Linked DNA regions of Sus scrofa: region 2 is linked to region 1. Evidence: chromatin contacts called from public Hi-C data. All regions are on one chromosome and are shown on one strand. Each heading gives the region's core, a stretch centred on a gene start, on an enhancer-like site or on the middle of the called end of the contact. The rest is flanking DNA. Distances are from core to core; before and after follow the strand shown. Region 1 holds the start of LOC110255686 (patched domain-containing protein 3-like). Region 2 has its middle 100 kb from the start of RSU1.

Region 1 (7,123 bases), core at 2,450-4,949:
GGTTGCGGGTTCAATCCCTGGGCTCGTTCAGTGTCGTTAAGGATCCAGCATTGCCGTGAGCTGTGGTGTAGGTCACAGAAGCGGCTCGGATCTGGCATGGCTGTGGCTGTGGCGTATGCTGGCAGCTGTAGCTCCAATTAGACCCTGAGACTTGGAACCTCCATATGCTGCAGGTGTGGCCCTAAAAAGAAAAAAAGTTGTTTCACATTACAGACCTCACTCCCACCCCAAAGCTGAATACTTGCTTACCAAGTCGAAAAAGAGACAGCTGATTCACAAGCTGGAGGTTCAAACTTGAGTCAGAAGTTTATAAAAACCTAGATGGGGCAGTGTCCTTCCCAGCCCAGGTGCCACTAGGCACAGCACAAGAGACTAAAAACTCAACAGGGGAAGGCTGGACGCTCAGGATTTGGGAGACCCCCACATCTGGCTCAGGGATTGGGGGAATAAACAAAACCTACTTGGAAGAGAATTGAGGGAGAGAACCAGCAACTGCCTTCTGCATGGGTGGGGACAGGGAGGGAGGGCGGGCCAGGGGCAGGAGCATGTCACATCACCAACCTAACCTGGGAAACTGCAAGGCACCGTCTTAAGAGGAAGACAGATGGATGATGAGAGAATCCACAGGAGGGAGAGGAGAGGGAATGTGACTAGGGGCAAGAGCCCCTTCCCTTCCAGCACAGGAAGGCAGCCAGGACACCAGGTCCAAGCAGTGACCTCACAAGGACAGCACAGTTTTTACAGCTTAGAGACCACCCACCTGCCCCCACCCAGCTACTCATTCTGCTCCGGCCCCAAAGGAGTGGATGGCTGTGTGGCCTGGGGCCCTGCCTCTTCTGTGTCTCAGCCCTTGGAGGCAGCACTAGCCTCTGCGCCTTTTGCCCAAGGCTCCTGGCTCTCAGGGGTGGCAATAGCCTTCCCTTCTGGGGCAGTGCCTTCCTTGCTGCAGGCACCCATCTCCCCCAGAGGAGGCAGACGAACTGCTTCAACCTCCTTCAAGGACAGGACACTTTTTAGGGCCAGCACCTATGGAGGTTCCCAGCCTAGGAGTCTAATTGGAGCTGTAGCCGCCGGCCTACACCACAGCCACAGAAATGTCAGATCTGAGCTGCGTCTGCGACCTACACCAGAGCTCATGGCAACACTGGATCCTTAACCCACTGAGCGAGGCCAGGGATCGAACCCTCAATCTCGTGGTTCCTAGTCGGATTCGTTTCCGCTGCGCCACAAGGGCAGCTCCTGAAAGACTTCTTGAAAGAGAATTTCTTCTTCTTGGGGGTCTCCTTGGGTGGGGGGGCTCTCCTTTGGCCTCAGCACCCTGGCTAGGGAGTACTGGCTGGAGGGCATCACCAGTGGCCCCGGCTGCCTGCTCTGTTTCGCTCACGGGGTGGGGGTTATGTAACTCCCCTTCATCTTTGGGGTTTGTTTCCACGGCTTTTCACGTGGCTGTTCTCCTGGCTGTTAACCTTAGCGGGGGAAGCTCCTGCTGCCTCCTCCGTGGTCCTGTCGCCCCCAGGAAGCCTTGGAGCACTGGCTGCCCCTGGTGTGCGTTTTGCTGGGGGGGCGCCCCGGGCTCGCACCGCAGGGGATAGTTCAGTTGGGGAGGGCCTGGCCGGCAGAGGGGTGGGGCTCACACCTGAGGAGGAAGGGGGGGAACCGAGCTGCACCCCAGCTCCGAGCCCCACCCGCTGGTTGCGCCCCCACCCCCACCCTGGCCTCTCTACTCCGCGCCAGAATGACCAGGATAATGATTTTAGAATAAAGTAATAAAGATATGTTCCTTCCCACAAAATCTCTGGCATGCTTTCCAAAGTTTCTTTCAAAAATCTAAAGTTTAAAACTCCTGAATATTATGAAATCAGAATCTGGTGTAAAACTAAAACCATGAATAAACTATAGACATTCTGGCTTTTCCAGATTTTTATTAGGTTGTTTTCTTGTACTATTTTAATTGCACAAAAGGCCTGGCTACAAGGCTTTTTCCAGTAGGTGTCTCACTTTTACCAGTCTTATTCAGGGTATCAGTGGGTCTGCCATCCCAACAAATAAGAAAGAGCTGACTTGTGCCTGGGTCTGTGCTCTAATATACTTCAAAATTGCTCAGCTAGTTACCCTTCTCAAGAACACCAAGGGATTTTGCTTAAAGATTTGTTATTTTTTTTATTCCAATGAACTCCAAGCAAATTTTAGGGGGCTCCCAGAAACAGTAAAGACTAACTCAAAGTAAGAATTTCAAAGTAATTTGACCCAGAAACCAAACTAAACCTGAAGATCCATGTCTGTACTGAGGAGACCTACCTTGAGGATGTAGGGCTTGTGGTTTTTCACCAGAACGGTACCAAGGATTTAAGATTTGGGGCAGCCTTCAGTGTGTTACTTTAGGAAAGTTGGATTAAGGACCAAATGCAGTAGAGGACTTGAGTTTCACGTCAAGACTCCATCCGATAATCAAGGATGCTATTGCTATGGTCCTCGGAACAAGTCTCACCATCCCTCCCGCCTGCTCTTGGCCTCCCTTGAAAACCCAGCAGCCGGGTACCTGGATAGTCTCCAAAGCCAGACTCTTCTCCAGGTCCTTCACTTGGTTCAGGAAATGCATCAGCCAGGTTTTGCTCCGCTGGTTGTCCTCTTCTCCCGTCTTCAAGAAGTACCCCAGTCGCATGGCTTTGGCCTCTAGGAGTAAATGGCTCGGGCCCAAACTCTCGCCTAAGACGGTTCCTCCCAGGACGCCGGCCAGGTAGGTGATACGACCTGCTAGGCTGAAGATGGGGTAAGTGATGTTGCGCAGGTTGAAGTCCCTGTTTGTTCTCCAGGCTAACAAGAGTGGGTTGGAGGGGGCGCAGTAGCCCTGGTGCCTGGAGCACACCTCATTGTACTGGATCTGGGTTCCGTTTTCCCCCATCACGGACAAAGCCCGCACTGCCTCGTCCACTTTCTCAATTTCGAGAAAGCTTTCTCGTTGCAGCAGCGAGGCGGAGTTGGAGACCACCAGAACAAAAGCATAATTGACCTCGGTGCTCTTCCTGGAGAAGGAGAAGTAGTAAGAGTCGTTGGCGGTGAAATGGCCCTGCACAAAGCGTCGCTCAGCCTTGGCCGGGCTCCCTATGGGAGTGTACTGCTCCTCGATATCTTCTTCTGCATCCTTGGGCAGGTAAATCAAGCCACAGCCGAGGAGAGCCGTCAAAACCATGGGCAGCAGCAGGAAGACCCAGGGGTGCGAGCCCACCGCCCATCCCAGCCGCCCGAAGGCTCGGGACAGGGGCGCCTCCAGACAGTTGGTGTGGCAGCGGGGCTTCGTGGACACCTGGTTGTCGGATGGAGACCGCGCTGGCTGCTGCCTCTCGGGTGCCGGCTCTGCGCGCTGCCCTGACGCCCAGCTGAGGTCGGGTTCCGGCCCCTGACCGGACGCCCAGAGCTGCGTCGGCGGCGGAGACCCGGGCTCGCCAGGCAGCTGCGAGCCCCTCTCCGAGGCCGCCTCAGGCCCCGCCTCCGGCCCCCGCCCCTCGGATGCTGAGCCCGGCTGTTTCCCCGCCCCCCGCAGGCGCTCCTCCTCCTCCTCCTCCTCTTCCTCCTCCTGTGGCGCAACCTTAGCGGAGCCAAGGTTCATTTCTGGGCGGCAGGAAAGGCCACGGTCTCAAACGTCTCCAACTGGACGGCAGATCAGACAGGAGCGCCCTTCTCCACCCCACCCAACCGTTCCTGGAGAAAGTCTGCGGGAGTCCGTTTGAGCTCGGGCTGCTCGCTCCCCAATGCTGGGGCTTCGTTGGGGGGCGCGTGGACCCCACCCAACGGTTTTGTGGAGAAAGTCTGCGGGAATCCGTTTAAGCTCCGGCTGCTCGCTCTCCGATGCTGGTGCTTCGGTGGGGAGCGCGTGGTAGCCCCAAATTTGTCCCTGGCGCCCATCCTCTCAGGATGGACCTTCTTAAAGGCGGGTGAAATGCGTGCCTGTCTGCAAGACTCAACTTCCAGGGAGAGTCTGGCTTGTTCACGGGCGCGCATACAAAGACATACACAGCACACACACAAACACACACACACACACACACACACACACACACACACACACACACACGAGACAGAGAGAGACAGAGAACAAGTGTTCTAAGTGGCGGCTTTTACCTTGCGGGGCAGTGGTGGGGTGGGGATCATCCAGAAGCAAGGTTCTTAGGGTAAAGCTTTGGTGAGTCTGGTACACCTAACTTAATTGTTCTTACTTTGTAGCTACAGACATAGCATTCTTCTTGTAATAAGTTAGAAGTTAATGCATAGAATGAAAAGTGAAAAAAACAAAAACCCCAAACTGAAAGCTAAAATGTCCTTCTCTCCCATTCCTCTCCTTTTTTACAAAAATGCTTTTTATTCTTTCCATTATTGCTGATTTATAGTGTTCTGTCAATTTTCTACTGCACAGCAAGGTGACCCAGTCACACATAGATATATACATTCTTTTTTCTCACATTATCATGCTCCATAATAAGTGGCTAGATACAGTTCCCAGTGCTGTACGGGAGGATCTCAGTGCTTATCCATTCCAAAGGCAATAGTTTGCATCTATGAACCCCAAATTCCCCATACATCCATCCCACTCCCTCCCCCTCTACCTTGGCAACCACAAGTCTGTTCTCCATATCCATGATTTTCTTTTCTGTGGAAAGGTTCATTTGTGCAGTATGTTAGATTCCAGATATAAGTAATATCATATTTGTCTTTCTGACTTCACTTGGTATGAGAGTCTAGTTCCATCCGTGTTGCTGCAGATGGCATTATTCTGTTCTTTTTTATGGCTGAGTAGTAGTCTATTGTGTGCATATATACCACATCTTCCTAATCCAATCATCTGTCAATGGACATTTGGGTTGTTTCCATGTCTTGGCTATTGTGAATAGTGCTGCCGTGAACATGTGGGTGCATGTGTCTTTTTTAAGGAAAGTTTTGTCTTGATAGATGCCCAAGAGTGGGATTGCTGGGTCATATGGTAGTTCTATATTTAGTTTTCTGAGGTACCTCCATATATATTCCATAGTGGTTTTACCAATTTACAATTCCACCAACAGTGCAGGAGGGTTCCCTTTTCTCCACACCCTCACCAGCATTCGTTATTTGTGGATTTATTAATGATGGCCATTCTGACTTGTGTGAGCTGGTACTTTATGGTAGTTTTGATTTGCATTTCTTTAATAATCAGTGATGTTGAGCATTTTTTCATGTGCTTGTTGGCCATCTGTATATCTTCTTTGGAGAAATGTCTATTCAGGTCTTTTGCCCATTTTTCAATTGGGTTGGTGGCTTTTTTGCTGTTGAGTTGTTTAAGTTGTTTGTATATTTTAGAGATTAAGCCCTTGTCAATTGCATTGTTTGAAACTATTTTCTCCCATTCTGTAAGTTGTTTTTTTTGTTGTTGCTGTTGTTGTTTTTTTATGGTTTCCTTTGCTGTGCAAAAGCTTGTCAGTTTGATTAGGTCCCATTGGCTTATTTTTGCTTTTATTTCTGTTGCCATGGGAGACTGACCTGAGAAAACATTTGTAAGGTTGATCTCAGAGAATGTTTTGCCTATGTTCTCTTTTAGGAGTTTGATAGTGTCTTGTCTTACATCTAAGTCTTTAAGCCATTTTGAGTTTATTTTTTTGCATGGTGTGAGGATGCATTGCAGTGTCATTGATTTACATGAGGCTGTCCAGTTTTCCCAGCTCCACTTGCTGAAAAGACTGTCTTTGTCCTATTTTATATTTTGCCTCCTTTGTCAAAGATTAATTGATCATAGGTGTCCATTCCTCTTCTTTATCCAAGGGTTTAAAAGTGGGTGTTTATTCTTACAAACTGTTCTCTTTGTATTTGCAGGCATATCAAAATAGATGTAAGCATGTATTTTTCATAAGTATTATTGCACTGTGTATGCAAATCACCAAATATGTCAAAGGATCTTAGCCTGGGAGTGTGTGTAGCTTTATCTTACAGTTTTTTTTTTTTTTTTTGTCTTTTGTCTTTTTAGGGCTGCACCCATGGCATATGAAGATTCCCAGGCTAGGGGTGGAATCGGAGCTGTAGCTGCCGGCCTATACCAGAGCCACAGCAGTGTGGGATTTGAGCCATGTCTGTGACCTGCACCTCAGCTCATGGAAATGCCAGACCCTTAACCCACTAAGCAAGGCCAGGAATAAAATCTGTGTTCTCATGAGTACCAGTCGGGTTCATTAACTGAGCCAAGACGGGAACTCCTATCTTACACTTTTCAACTGCTCTGTACTTTTCCACTCTATAAGTGGAACATTAGTTAGCTATAACCTAATTTCATAACAACCTGTGGATTGTTTAGTGTGTGTTGCCGATATCAACAGTGCTAAGTGAATGAATACCTTTTATTCAGAGTACAAGCACTATATTTGTGAGATATTTTTTAAAAGGGAGGATTTACTGGGCCAAAGCATATCCCATTTTAAATGTCAAAGTTATTGATTAAAGTCCATAGTAGTTCTATCGATGTACATCCGCATAATCCGTGTATGAAGTTTTCTTTTTCCACCGCCTATCCCAGAATGTCATTAAAGAGTTTGATTTGTTCCATTGGTATTTAATTTTGGTTTCATTTTTAATTTACTCCTTAGAGCCATCCTATTTCCTCTTTGAGTGAACTCTCCTATCTGTTCCCAGTTTTCATTTTGGACTCTTGGGATTTTCTTCTTGTTTATAGAAGCCATTCAGACTTTAAAGAAATGATCACTTTTTCCTGTGTTTTGAGTCATGAGTCTCTCCACCCCCCCCTCCCTCCCACCCCATTTTGTTGGTTGCCAGGCCTTATGTTTGTAGTTGAATTAACTGATTTTTTTTCTTTTACAGCTGCACCTGCGGTATATGGAAGTTCCCAGACTAGGGTGAATCACAACTGCCGGTGCTGGCCTACGCCTCAGCCATAGCAGAACACCAGATCCAAGCTGCGTCTGCAACCTACGCTATGGACAATATGTTGGGTTCTTAGCCCACTGAACCGCAACCAAAACTCCTGAATTAACTAATTTTTTAAACAAGTTGTAGATTTTGTTTTACAATAGACCTAAGAACTGTTTCCCTTTCACTGATTATAATCTACTTTAAAATTTATGTGTGTGCTCCTCTTTTTATTGAGGTA
Region 2 (7,123 bases), core at 1,440-3,939, 2.0 Mb before region 1:
CAGAATGTCTAAACAGACATTTCTCCAAAGAAGACATACAGGTGGCCAGTAGGCACATGAAAAGATGCTCAGCATTGCTAATTACTAGAGAAAGGCACGTCAAAATGACAATGAGGTACCACCTCACACTGGCTAGAATGGTCATCATTAAAAAGTCTAATAATAAATGCTGGAGAGGATGTAGAGAAGAGGGAACCCTCCTACAATGTTGGTAGGAATGTGAATTGGTGCAGCCACGATGGAAAGCAGTATAGAAATTCCTTAAAAAACTAAATACAGAATTTCCATAGGATCCAGAAATCCTACTCCTGGGCATATATCCGGAGAAAACTATAATTTGAAAAGATAGGCACACTCCAATCTCCATAGCAGCACTGCTCACAATAGCCAAGACATGAAAGCAGCCTAAGTGTCCATTGACAGAAGATAAAGATGTGGTACGTATATGCAACTGAATACTACTCAGCCATAAAGAAGAATGAAATAATGCCATTTGAAGCAACATGGATAGACCTAGAGATTATCATACTAAGTAAGTAAGAAAGAGAAAGACAAATACCATATATCACATCACTTATATGTGGAATCTAAAACATGACACAAATGAACTTATTTATGAAACAGAAACAGACTCACTGATAGAAAACAATTTTTCTATCAGTGTTACCAAAGGGGAAAGGTGTGGGGGAGGGATAAATTAGGAGTTTGGGATTAACAGTACTCTATATAAAATAGATAATCAACAAGGTCCTATTTTATAGCGCAGGGAACTATATTCAGTAGCCTAAGAGAAACCATAATGGAAAAGAATACAAAAAGATTATGTATATATATGTATAACTGACTCACCGTGCTGTACCCAGAAACTAACACAGTGTAAATCAACTATACATCCATAAAAAAAGGATAGTAAACGTAAATATTTTAAAGTAGATTATAATCACTGAAAGGGAAACGGCTATTATGTCTATTATAAAACAAAACAAAATCTGTATTATAAAACAAAATCTGTAACATTTAAAAAATCGGTTAATTCAGGAGTTCCTGTTGTGGATCAGTGTGTTAAGAACCTGCTGTAGTGTCTGTGAGCATGTGGGTTCGATCCCTGGCATCACTCAGCAGGTTAAGGATCAGGCATTGCCGCAAGCTGCAGTGTAGGTTACAGACGTGGCTAGAATCTGGTGTTGCTATGGCTGTGGCGTAGACAGGCAGCTGCAGCTCCAATTTGACCCCTAGCCTGGGAACTCCCAGGTGCAGCTGTAAAAGAAAATACATGTATATCAGTTAATTCAACTAACAAAAGGGGGTGGGACGTGGTGGGGGGGTGGAGAGACTCATGACTCAAAACACAGGAAAAAGTGTATAAATAGGTCCTATAATCAAGAAGAAAATCCTAATAGTCCCCAAAAAAAAGAAAAAAGAAAAGAAAAACCAAAAACTAGGAACAGATGGGAGAGTTCACCCAAAGAGGAAATAAGATGGCTCAAAGGAGTAAATGAAAAATAAAACCAAAATAAGATACCAATGACACAAATCAAACTCTTTAATGACATTCTGGGATAGGCTGCAGAAAAAAAACTTCACACACTGCTTATGAGGATATAAATTGATAGAACTTCTTGGATTTTTATCAATAATTTGACACTTAAAATGGTATATGCTTTGGCTCAGTAAATCCCCCCTTTCAAAAAAAAGAAAAAACCACAAATATAGTGCTTGCACTCTGAATAAAAGGCATTCATTCACTTAGCGCTGTTAATATCAGCAACACACTCTGAACAATCCATAGGTTGTTATGAAATTAGGTTATGGCTAATTTATGTTTCACTTATAAACTGGAAAATATATAGCAGTTGAAAAGTGTAAGATAAAGCTACACGCACTCCCAGGCTAAGATCCTTTGACATATTTGGTGATTTGCATACACAGTGCAAGAATACTTATGAAAATATATACTTGTATCTATTTTGATATGCCTGCAAATGCAAAGAAAACACTTTTTAAGGATAAACACATTTAAACCCTACATTAAGAAGAGGAATGGGAGAGAAGGACGTTTTAGGGCTGAATTTTGGGGGTTTTTTTTCTCTTTTTTTCACTTCTCATTCTATGCATTTACTTCTTTTTACAAGGAGAATGTTATGTCTGTAGCTAAAAAATGAAAACAATGAAATTAGATTCACCAAAGCCTTACCCTGAGAAAAATGCTTCTGTATGATCCTGCCCCCCTCTCCCACGACCCCCTACCCGCAAGATAAAAGCCGACACTCCCTTGTGTGTGTGTCTGTGTGTGCGCGCCTGCGAACAAGCCAAAATCTCCCAGTAAGTTGTGAGTCTTAGAGGCGAGGCATGCATTTCACTCGCCTTTAAGAAGGGTTTCTTGTATTAACTGAATCCTGAGAGGATGAGACAAATCTGGGGCTAGTTAGGCTACGACGCGCTCCCCAACGGAGCCCCACCATCCGGTCAAGAGAAGCCCGAGCTCAAACGAACTCCCGCAGACTTTCTCCAGGAAACCGTTGGGTGGGATCCACGCGCCTCCCGACGAAGCGCCAGCATTCGGAAGCGAGCAGCGGGAGCTCAAACGGACTCCCGCAGATTTTCTCCAGGAAACCGTTAGGTGGGGTGGAGAAGGGCGCTCCTGTCTGATCTGCCGTCCAGTTGGAGACCTTTGAGACCGTGGCCTTTCCTGCCCAGAAATAAGCCTTAGCTCGGCTAAGGTTACGCGGGAGGCGGGGATGGAACCGGGCTCAGCATCCGAGTGGCGGGAGCCTGAGGCGGGGCCTGAGGGGGCCTCTGAGAGGGGCTCGCAGCTGCCTGGGTCCCCTCCGCTGCAGCTCTGGGTGTCCAGTCAAGGATGGGAACCCGAACTCGGCTGGGCGTCAGGGCAGCGCACAGAGCCTGCACCGGATTGGCAGCAGCCGGCGCGGTCTCTATCGGAGCCCCTGGTGTCCGAGAAGCCCTGCTGCCACACCAACTGCTGGAGGCGCCCCAGTCCCGCACCTTCCAGCCTCTGGGAGCGGAGGTGAGCTCCCACTTCTAGGTCTTCCTGCTGCTGCCCCTGGTTTTGACGGCCCATCTCGGCTCTGGCTTGATTTACCTGCCCAAGGATGCAGAAGAAGACACAGGGAGCCCGGTCAAGGCTGAGCGACGCTTTGTGCAGGGCCGTTTCGCCGCCAACGACTCATTTCATCTCCGGGGAGAACACAGAGTCAATTATGCTTTTATTCTAGCGGTCTCCAACACCGCCTCGTTGCTGAAACAAGAAATCTTGTCCGAAATTAATACAATGGCCAAGGCGGTAAGGGCTTTGTCCGTGATGGAGGGGAAAACGGAACCCAGATCCAGTACAAGGAGGTCTGCTCCACCACCTGCACCGGGGCTACTGCGCCCCCTCCAACCCGCTCTTTTTCTCCTGGAAAACAAACAGGAACTTCAACCTGCAAAACATCACCTTCCCCATCTACAGCCTAGCAGGTCCTATTATCTACGTCCTGGGAGAAACTGTCTTAGGCGAGAGTTTGGGCCCGAGCCAATTATTCCTGGAGGCCAAAGCCATGCAGCTGTGGTACTCCATGAAGACTGGAGAAGAGGACAATCAGCAGAACAAAAAAAGTGGCTGATCCATTTCCTGAACCAAGTGAAGAACATGGAAGAGAGTCTGGCTTTGCAGACTATCCAGGTACCCGGCTGCTGGGTTTTCAAGGGAGGCCAAGAGCAGGTGGGGGGATGGTAAGACTTTTCCGGGGACCATAGCAATAGCATCCTTGATTATCAGATGGAGTCTTGACGTGAAACTCTGGAAGTCCTCTACTGCATTTGGTCTTTAATCCAACTTTCCTAAAGTAACACACTGAAGGCTGCCCCAAATCTTAAATCCTTGGTACCATTCTGGTGAAAAACCATAAATCCTATATCCTCAGGGTAGGTCTGTTTAGTACAGACATTGACCTTAAGGTTTAGTTTGGTTACCTGGTCAAATTACATTGAAATTCTTACTTTGAGTTAAAGTCTTTATTGTTTCTGTGAGCCCCCTAAAATTTGTTTGGAGTTCATTGGAATAAAAAAAAAACAAATCTTTAGGCAAAAGTTGCATGGTGTTCTTGAGAAAGATAACTAGCTGAGCATTTGCTTTTTAGGGTGGCAGGTGGCATACGGAAATTACCAGGCTAGGGGCCCAATCAGAACTGTAGCAGCCCTCCTACACCTATGCCACAACAACCCAGGATCTGAGCCCAGCTGCAAATTACACCACAGCTCAGGGCAATGCTGGATCCTTAACCTGCTGAACAAGGCCAGGGATTGAACCTGTGTCCTCATGGATATTAGTTGGGTTTGTTAACCACTGAGCCAGGACGGAAACTCCCTAGCTGAGTATTTTTAAAATAAATTAGGTCACAGACCCAGGCACATAGCTGTTTCTTACTTTTTTGGGATGGCAAACCTACTGATAGCCTGAGTAAGACTGGTGAAAGAGAGACACCTACTGGAAAAAGCCTTTGAAATAGCCAGGCCTTTCTGAAATGATATTTGTGCAATTAAAATGGTACAAGAAGACAACCTAATAAAAATCTGGAAAAGCCAGAAGGTCTATAGTTATTCATGATTTCACAGTTTTATATCAGATTCTGATTTCATAATATTCCAGAGTTTTAAACTTTAGATTTTTGAAAGAAACTTTGGAAAGCATGCCAGAGATTTTGTGGGAAGCAACGACTATTTTGTGGGATACTAGTCGGGTTCATTACAGCTGAGCCACAATGGGAACTCCTTAAAAATATTTTTAAGGGTATAATTCAGTGGTATTAAATGCATTCACACCATTGTGCCACCACCAAAAACATTTCCTTACAAATATCTGCCATCACTCCAAACAGAAACTCTAACCATTAAGCAGTAAATCCCCACTTCCTTTCCTGAGTTCTGGTTAACCTTTAATCTATTTTCTGTCTCCATGAATTTGCATATTCTCAAGATTATATATTAAATGGAATCATTCAGTATTTGTCCTTTTGTGACTAGTTTACTTCACTTAGCATAATGGTTACAATGTTTATGCATGTAGTAGCATGAGTTCCTTTTCATGACTGAGTAATACTCCATTTTATATATAAACAACATTTTGTTTATTTATTTATCTGTTGATGGGCACTTGGAATGTTTCCACTTTTTGACTGTTGTGAATAAGGCTGCAATAAACATTGGTGTACATAGCTCTGTTTGAGCCCCTGTTTTTTATTCTTTTCAAGTATCTACCTGGGTGTGGACTAGTGGGTTGTATGCTTATTCTCTGATTAGCTTTTTTTGGCTGCACCCTCGGCATATGGAAGTTCCTAGACCAGGGACTTAATCCAAGCTGCAACTGTGATCTATGCCACATGTGCTGCAACTCCAGATCCTTAACCCACTGCACCAGCCTGAGGACAGAACCTGTGCTGCAACCGGGACAACACCAGATCCTTAACCCACTGCACCACAGTGGGAACTCCTCTGGTTAGGTTTACGAAGAACCATCAAATTATTTTCCAGAGAGGCTACACCATTTTATGCCCACCAGCAAATTACATGCTTTCCAATTTCTCAACATCCTCACCAATACCTGTTATTTTCCGTTTTAGTGATTATAGCCATCCTAGTAGGTGCAAAGTGACATCTCATTGTGGTGTTTTTTTTTTTAAATTTATTTATTTATTTTGTTGTTGTTGTTGTTGTTGTTGCTATTTCTTGGGCCGTTCCCGCGGCATATGGAGGTTCCCAGGCTAGGGGTCAAATCGGAGCTGTAGCCACCGGCCTACGCCAGAGCCACAGCAACGCGGGATCCGAGCCACGTCTGCAACCTACACCACAGCTCACGGCAACGCCGGATCGTTAACCCACTGAGCAAGGGCAGGGACCGAACCCGCAACCTCCTGGTTCCTAGTCGGATTCGTTAACCACTGCGCCACGACAGGAACTCCTCATTGTGGTTTTGATTTGCATTTCCCTCATTATTAATTAAATATCTTTCTATGTGCTTATTGGTCATTTGTGTATCTTCTTTGGGGCAATCCCTATTCAAGTCCTTTGCCCATTTTTTTGTTTTTCTTTTCAGGGCCACACCTGTGGCATATGGAAGTTCCCAGGCTAGGGGTTGAATTGGAACTGCAGCTGCTGGCCTGTGCCACAGCCACGGCAATACCAGATCTGAGTTGCATCTGTGACCTACGCCTCAGCTTGCAGCAATGCTAGATCCTTAACCCATTGAGCAAGGCCAGGGATCGAACACCCTCATGGATATTAGTCACGTTCTTAACCTGATGAGCCACCACAGGAACTCACTTTGCCTATTTTTAATGAAGTTGTTTGTCCTTTTGTTGTTGAGTCTTGTTTTTGATGTGTACTTTATATGTTTTAGAGATAAATCATTATCAAGAATATGATTTTCAAATATTTTCTCCCACTTGATAGATTATCTCTACTTTCTTTCTAATGTCCTTTAATGCACAAAAATTAAAAAATTTTATGGCCATGTCCATTACATACGCAAATTCCCAAGCCAGCAGTAGAACCCATGTCAAAGCAGTGACCTCAGCTGCTGCAGTGGCAATGCCAGATCCTTAACTCACTGTGCCACAAGGAAACTCCCCCAAAATTTAATTCAACTTACCTATTTTTATTTTTGCTACTTTTGCTTTTGGTGTTAAAGAGTCCATTGACAAGTCTAAGGTCATGGACACTTACACTATCTTTTCTTCAAAGGTTCTATGGTTCCAGCTCTATTTAGGTGATTGATCAGTTTTTAATTCTTTGTTACATATGATGCAAAGTAGGGATCCAACTTCATTCTTGGACATTTGGAAATGCACTTGCCCAAGTACCATTTGTTGAAGAGACTGTTCTTTTCTGCTTGATTAGACTTGGCATCCGTGTCAAAAATCAGTGCGCTCTAGACTTGTGGGTTTACTTCTAGACACTCAGTTCTATTCCATTGGCCTGTATGTCTGTCTATATACTAGTACCACACTGTTTTCATTGTTACAGCTTTGTTATAAGTTTTGAAATCTGGACATCAGTCTTAGAGGGTTTTTTTTTTCTAAGATTATTTTGAATAACCATGAATTTTGTAATTCCATATGAATTTGAG

What was found. Hi-C and Micro-C count contacts between places; a contact is called where the count stands out from the background.
Region 2: a contact with region 1 is called in a Hi-C map of differentiating spermatogonia, with 4 times the contacts expected there. The contact joins the enhancer-like site here to the promoter of LOC110255686 in region 1. A contact is called at or near these places in 5 of 47 Hi-C or Micro-C datasets (differentiating spermatogonia, fetal skeletal muscle, heart right ventricle and 2 more).

What each region holds. Positions count from the first base shown.
Region 1 is chr10:42,983,723-42,990,845 of Sscrofa11.1, reverse strand. It overlaps LOC110255686 (patched domain-containing protein 3-like), which reads right to left and starts at 3,699. Exons shown (of 4, transcript XM_021064808.1): 1 at 2,540-3,699. The coding sequence starts at 3,607.
Region 2 is chr10:44,972,612-44,979,734 of Sscrofa11.1, reverse strand. It overlaps the pseudogene LOC100525069. Among named protein-coding and RNA genes, the nearest start is that of RSU1, 100 kb to the left of the region's middle. Within about 2 kb of position 2,689, at least 4 of the 83 cell types and tissues checked have an H3K27ac peak or open chromatin away from gene starts, as enhancers often do. A contact at or near this core is called in differentiating spermatogonia, where this site is marked.